Linked DNA regions of Xenopus laevis: region 2 is linked to region 1. Evidence: chromatin contacts called from public Hi-C data. All regions are on one chromosome and are shown on one strand. The core of a region is the stretch at or near the end of the contact, and the rest is flanking DNA. Distances in the headings are between cores, read along the strand shown. Region 1 overlaps bahcc1.S (BAH and coiled-coil domain-containing protein 1). Region 2 overlaps bahcc1.S (BAH and coiled-coil domain-containing protein 1).

Region 1 (3,656 bases), core at 585-3,084:
CATACACCAAGTTTCCAAACCAGCACTCCCTTTGTTGAAAAAATTTAATTTTTATTATTACATAGTATCTATTTCCAACGTTTCGGTCCCTGCTGGGACCTTTTATAGATAGATAGATAGATAGATAGATAGATAGATACAGTGACTTCTACTTTAATTCAGGAGATACATTATTTCTTATGTCATGTGAAGTGTCAACACTAAACACGTTTATACGGTATACTACACAAAAGACATGAATATCTCTCATGTCTTATAAATTATATCCTTATGAACGGTGAGTACTGATGTCATCAGTTATAAACTGTGAGCAGTGATGCCATTTCTGTCACAAGACTCACTGAAACTTGTGTATTATAATAAATAAAGTACCCCCTGCTGCAAAATATGAGGATATTAGAAGATACCTCGGAGTTCCAAGACTGTATAAAAACACTTGGCCTTCGGCCTTGTGGTTTTATATGGTCATGGAACTCCTCTGTGACTTCTAATATCCTTATGTTATAGTGCAGTTTATTCACATCACTTGTGTGTTATATAAGTTAGCAAGGTGTGAAGAGACAAAATGAACAGGAATAATAAACATACATCAAGTATTTGTCTATACACAATTTTAATACTCTACCTAGTGGATACACTACATAATAATACAAAAGAGAGAGGTTAGCTACATTCATATGTACATACAGCTCTCTTTAATTTAAAAGTAAAATATTCCTGTGACCGCTAAATTGAGCAACTATTTAGAATGTAATAGCATATTAATAGGTTAGCAAACAGGCCAACGAATATCTGCCCCGAGAAAAGGCATTAGGAATCAGTACATGTACAAGTGAGTATTCACACCACTCAGCAGGAGACTCAAGGAGGCTGTAACTACCGAAATGTTTCAGGTAAATTTTAGTTTGTTATAGTATGGCTACTAATTCTTAGTTTTTAGTGCCTTCATTTTTTTTTATAGTTTTCGAATTATTTGCCCTCTTATTATGACTTTTCCAGTTTTCAAATGGGGACCACTGACCCCATCTAAAAAACAAATGCTCTGTAAGTCTACAAATATATATTTATTGCTAGTTTTTATTACTCGTCTTTCTATTCTAGTCCTCTCCTATTCATATTCCAGTGTCTTATTTGAACCGGTGCATGGTTGCTAGAGAAATTCGGACCCTAGCAACCAGATTGCTGAAACTGCAAACTGGAGAGCCATCGAATAAAACAAATTAAAAATTAACAACCACTTTAACAGCCAATAAACACTGCGACTCACTGGGAGCTCCATTGTTCTATACCTGTCCAGTTTGCACGCTGGGCAAATTACACAAAATTTAATATAGTCTCATATAGTTGTGTTTGTATTGTGTCACAGAGAGGCTGCATTAGAAAGTCTTGCAATACCACAATCCTTCTAAACGGAGATATTTGCTATACAGTGGCACTAGATAAAAATCGCCTATATAAGTATACAATGGATGCAAATAGAGAGAGCTGGCTGCACCGTCATTGTCCATGCTTCTGCTTAAATAACTATTTTATATCTTTATTAGTAAAAATTAGTAAAAAAAATAAAGGCGTAGCACAGCAGATAAGACCATCAGCACTATTTCTGTTTGAAATTTTAATAAATATTCAACTATACTTCAAGACTGCCACGTCTTCCTGTGTTGAATGACCCATTAGGACTTTGTGTATGTGTGCGTCTGTAGTTCAGCTATTACATACGGGCAGCTGCAGGGAATCATTACTTGTTTTATCACCCACATACCCAGGGTGAGGCGTCCAGTGACCGCGTGGTTGCTGCAAAAAAAGGGGATTAATAGCTGATGCAGTACGCCTGAAACACGAGAGGGTTAATGCTAAAGGCCCAGTTGGAATGTGGCCACCGGCCAGCTGAAGGTTCCGAGTTGAGTGGGGTAAATATTCGGCTAAACCTGTGTTATCTGTTGTGTAAGTGGAAGGGAAGTGTGACATGCCAGCACTAGATTCCTTTCCATTTCTATGGCAGATGTGTAAGTCAGCACTTTCCGACTGGAATGGGGAACTTGCCATACTGATTGCCCTTAGATCGGCTTCTATTCTGTGCTGTCTGCAAGGAAATGCCCTTTCTGCTAGGCTGCCAGGAAATACAATCTCTCTAGATTTCGTACAGTTCATCTTCCCACCGTTGATGAAGGATTTCATATAGAACAAAGTTGATGTTCATGGTACAGTGTAGAGCTGCGGGGACATTTGGACTGCATATAGTATGTATGTTCTAAATTCTCAGGACGGAGTACAGAATTATTTATGGGAAAGATTCTGGATAGTCTGCCGCTCACCCATACCCCAAATGGGGTACTAATGTGTCTTTTTGTGACAGTAAGATGTTTGGTGGCAGAGCACTTGCTCTGTTTTAGTGCAGCTCAGACATTTTTTTTCTTCTTACCAGAGCAGAGTGATAGATATAGTACAGATTATTGCAGGATGACTCCACACACCAGGGTGGGGGAAGCCTTATAGCATGTAGTGACTATAGACTATAGTCACCCCAAATTATACTGTGTTTGCATTGTTCCACCACCCCGTGTATACGTAGCAGCACCCTTTGGAAAGAAGATCATATAAATCTCTAGAAGATTTTGAATTAGATCCCCCAAAAGTATTTGGAATGTTTGAAAGAGACGGTAAAGTCACTTGAGATTATTCATACAAAAATTCCGAAAATTGATTCTTTGACACTAAGTGCAGTCTGTGCTTGTACTGATCATACAGGTTACTGCAAAATATCAGAGATGGCTTAGTCAACCCCTTACAAGGGTTAGAAAGAGGATAACTTAAATGCAAAATAATTGCAATATGGAACAGCGGCCCATGGGGAAGATATCGCTTGTCTTGCCTGCTGGCACCCACCTATGCCATAACCAACCCCATTTATGTTTCCCTTTTCTAACTACTTTGTTTTAGGAGTATACGTATAACAAAAAAAAGTCAAAACCACAAATCAGACGCAAATATATACAAATTTTCAATACAAGTCCAGTCATTTGCCATACATTACATTTGCACTGCATGTGTAGTTTATTTTAAAGATATAGATTATAATAGATTTATGCGCGATTAAGTAGGACTGCAAGTACGTGTAAAGAAGCAATATGTAAGTGCACAGGACTGGCAATCTGTGGGTTCTGGCAAATACCAGATGGACTGCTGTAAAGTGCCATAGATACACTATTCATTGGGCTGGTGTGTGGGGGGGGGGGCTGTTTGGGCCTCTGTGTACCTGAAACGCCTATTTTGATTCCCATTCCAGACCTGACAGGCCCCCATTAAATGTTTAAATATAATGCCTTTATAGAGAAAGCTATCGTTCATTTTTTCATCGCGGATGCTGTATAACCTCATAAGTGTAACCTCATTATTATAACCCAATAAGTGCAGCAATATACATCAGCACTATAAAAAGAATACCCCCGCACGCGCAAATGCGCATATACTTTTAATGGCGTTTCCTTTATGCAATCATCACTAACCCTCTACCAATGCATTATTATAATAGACTGTGGGTCGCAAAAAATGTCCGGGACCTTCTATGGCAGTCTCTTATATTAGGAGCCACACAAAATATATACACACAAACACACACACCTAGCTTCCCTTTAACGCGAGCACTATTATTAATT
Region 2 (3,656 bases), core at 377-2,876, 51 kb after region 1:
TTTTCTGTTACAACATACTCATCTTCCATTTTATATTTTAAATAGACCGCAACGAATGATGGTATAGCATTTTGTATAATTGCAGTACTTGTATATTTCCCTGTATTTTGTTTAATAATCAGACATGGATATTACCTCTTTGCTTATATAAGTGGAGCCTTATCTATAGACACCAGCACATGCTTTTTAAACCAATACAGGTACTGTGGCTATGCAATAAGATGTCTCTTGACATTTATACAAAGTGGCAACTCTTTCTTGTACAAATGCAGATTTCCACAGAAGCTATATTTTGTGCACAAAGTGATTTCTGGCTTATTGTATAATAAATGCAAAATTTAATTATGTATTTACAAGATTCCTTTTTTCTCTCTGCAGCTGGGAGCGCTTTAATGGCAAACTCCTCACCCTCTTTCATGGGCAGTTTCCTGAGTAGCAGCCTTGGTTCAGCAGCAGCAGCAGCGCATCCAGCAGGAGCATCAAACTCCCCCCAAGAAACCACCTACAGGGGACCCCATGGGACTGGCACCTCCCAGATCTGGTTCTCTCACTCCCATGAAGGTCAGTGACAGGGGTGAAATCAAAATGAATAAGTGTGCAGGATCTGTGTGACTTTTTGTAAGATGCCTCATGGCTATGTGTGAAATGTGAAACACATTCCTTCTATGGCTTCTGCTTTAAAGACTATGTGGGTGCCCTCAGCAACGTGTGTGTGTCTGTCAAGTAGCATTAACTATCTCTTTATTTCATGCTTTACATCCCAGTAATCTTGATAAGCAGGTAAAATTCAAGTTATGTGTGTGTGTTTTTTTTTTTTTTTTTTAAACCCTCCTGACACACACGAATATTATATGAAAGTGGGGGTCATGATATTGACTGAAACTGATATGGAATGGTCATGTGACTTGCAGCACTTGGAGCTTGCTGGGTCCCGTCATCATGAAAAACATATTCTTTTTTTATTTCTTTTTTTTTTAACTTGTTTTAAAAGTAAAACAATACTATAATTTGCAGCAGGAATGTTTTCTCTATTTACTGGCGGTAGGTGGGGTCATGAAAGGGTCATTGCTAGTTCTGCACAGAAAGATAGCACCACTTTTTGTCAGTCACATGCAAAACACCACCCATGTCCGTTACAGAGATATAGGATAAGTAAAGCCAAGCTTCAAAGTACTTGCCTGTCTGAGAAGTAGTTCACTTTAAATGAGCTAAATACTAACTAGAAATATTAAACCAACTTTTATGTACTTTTCACGCTGAGGGCACACAGGCTGAAGTATCTGCTCCTTGCCTCTGCTCTGCTCCATTGATTTGAATCCGATCAGCCTGCGTGTGCACGAACACAGCAGAGTTGAAACTGGACATGAAAAATAGAATTGAACAATCACAAGTATATTATAATTATGCTCAGATGAGACCCTTGCCTCAGGCGGCAGTGAGCGGCCAGTTACAAGGGGTGACAAAAATCCGCCTCTTGTAACTTCAAGAGCCGAATTTCCGTGTTTTAACCCGGAAATTTGGCTCCGCTAGTGCAGAGAGCGCAATTGCGCTCAATGCACTAGCGATGCTGGTCCCTTTTGACACGCTTCGGCACAGATTTTTAAGCACTGAGAGGGGGCGGCATCATCTGGGCTGCACCCCCGAGATCGCCGCTGATTATGCTAACAATAGTAATAAAGTAGTAATAAAAATAGTAATATTTTTCATAATGTTCACAATTGTAATAATAATGATAATGCATTGGTCCACACTGGGACCAATGGCTGCCCCTTAGATAACCGGTCAAAATACATACACTGCTTTTTAATATTGATTTTGGCTGATCCTGAAATAAAAACACCTTTGTCTTGAATAGAAGATCAATTAACTGGAGTCTTTATCCATCAGCAACTAGAACATTTTGCAACAATAGCAACATTATCAGTAGCTTAGTTTTGTTATAAATTTGTCTCCATTCATTCATTCTCTGTGGATTTTCAGAAAGCACAATAGGCCTAGGCTATAACCTGCCCCCTGCTACCCTCATCCCCGCCCTAGATAAACTGGTTTGGTAGCATTGCAGGGAGACACCTGGGAGCTTAAGGTTAGAGGTTAGCTTTTCACACTGCAGAACCCTTATTACAAACTGACAACCGCTAACATGACACTATATAACATACACCATACATAAATAAATTATTTAAAAGGATCTGAACGTGTACATATATTACTGTTTATGGTATAGTTTCATTTAAAGAGCTTTGGAATGTTACCACTAAATTTGCTTATACTTGTAATTATTACTTTAAAGAATATTTCACAGTAGGACAGGGGTTCCCAAACTATGGGACTGCTTGGAGCAGGGTGGGGGGAGGCAGAGATTGAGTTATGAGGGAAACTAGGGTGCTGTCCACAATTTTGCCCTAGATATGTTTAATAATGACTAATGTAGCAGGGTCTGTAGATCTATAACCTTGTAATTATCCAAACAGGGCCCTAACCAAAGGTTGCCTTCCAAGGAGATCTTGAACATTAAAAATCTGACTGACTGCACTTGTTAGGTTCAGCCTGTATGGTCCTGTATACATCCTCCTGATATGTCTTAGATCTAGAATATCAATGATAATGTTTTTTCCAGGGGTAAAATTGCACTTGTCAAATACAGGCAATTGTTGACATCCTTTTAATATTCTTTAAAGGGGTGGTTCATACTTTAATTTATAGAATGGTCAATTCTAAGCAACTTTTCAATTGGTCTTCATTATTTATTTTTAATTATTTGCCTTATTCTGAATCTTTCCAGTCCCCATCTAAAAGCAAATGCCATATAAGGCTACACATATATTGTTATTGCTATGCCATTCCATGTTCATGTCCTGGTTAAGTGGTAGTGTGTCCACTTTAATCTGTTTTTCTCTACTTAATATATCCTACACAATATCACTATGAAGGGCACAACTAATATGGCGTCAATATTGCTACGTTATTGCTGGTGAGATGAGGCTTCCCATAAACTTGCATGCTTTTTTTTTTATGTACAGAATGACTGAGGCAACCTGGAGGCATTTATGATGTTTTTGAGACAGTTAATTTTTTTGTTATTAAGGTGTTGAATGTCCGTTTTGCTTGTGGGTAAAAAACTCCCATTGTATAACGACAAACAGTTTCAGCCCTCAGGGTGAGGCATTTATATCTTAAAAATAAACTTGGTGTGTGTTTGTTAGCATTTGTCTGTGTGGGTAATTTTCATTTTTTAGTTGCATGTCCCTTGGTATTTATCTGCAGATCACTATTCCATTATATGTATGCACAGTATGTGTGCATTGGGATGTACTATAATGTAAAATTATTTGCATGCATTAATCTGTATCACCATGTTGGTTTGTGTATTGGTGTCCCTTGGTGTCTTTCTGTTTATGTTCTATATTTTTGCTCTCACTTTCCTTTTGCTCTCACTTTCCTTTTTCCTCCCACTCTACTTAGAACATACAGACTGAAAAAGATGGGGGGGGGGCAAGTGTAATTCTGGTGTGGACTGAGCCAGCTGGCATCCTTTCAGAATAGCAGCTGGGCATGATGCCAGGGCCATGAGCCAATATCACCTCAAGCTCTCACTTCTGCTTGTCTCTGTTGCTCAGATTCTGAACTATTGTTATAGCAGTTGGGGTGTGGCATTA

What was found. Hi-C and Micro-C count contacts between places; a contact is called where the count stands out from the background.
Region 2: a Hi-C map of the XTC cell line shows a contact between it and region 1, with 2.0 times the contacts expected there. The contact joins two enhancer-like sites. A contact is called at or near these places in 2 of 4 Hi-C or Micro-C datasets (the XL177 cell line and the XTC cell line).

Annotation. Positions count from the first base shown.
Region 1 is chr9_10S:23,531,152-23,534,807 of Xenopus_laevis_v10.1, forward strand. The region is part of intron 1 of bahcc1.S (BAH and coiled-coil domain-containing protein 1); the gene reads left to right. Among protein-coding and RNA genes, the nearest start is that of bahcc1.S, 11 kb to the left of the region's middle. Within about 2 kb of position 1,835, at least 1 of the 7 cell types and tissues checked has an H3K27ac peak or open chromatin away from gene starts, as enhancers often do.
Region 2 is chr9_10S:23,582,150-23,585,805 of Xenopus_laevis_v10.1, forward strand. It overlaps bahcc1.S (BAH and coiled-coil domain-containing protein 1), which reads left to right. Exons shown (of 28, transcript XM_018238333.2): 3 at 379-561. Among protein-coding and RNA genes, the nearest start is that of bahcc1.S, 62 kb to the left of the region's middle. Within about 2 kb of position 1,627, at least 1 of the 7 cell types and tissues checked has an H3K27ac peak or open chromatin away from gene starts, as enhancers often do.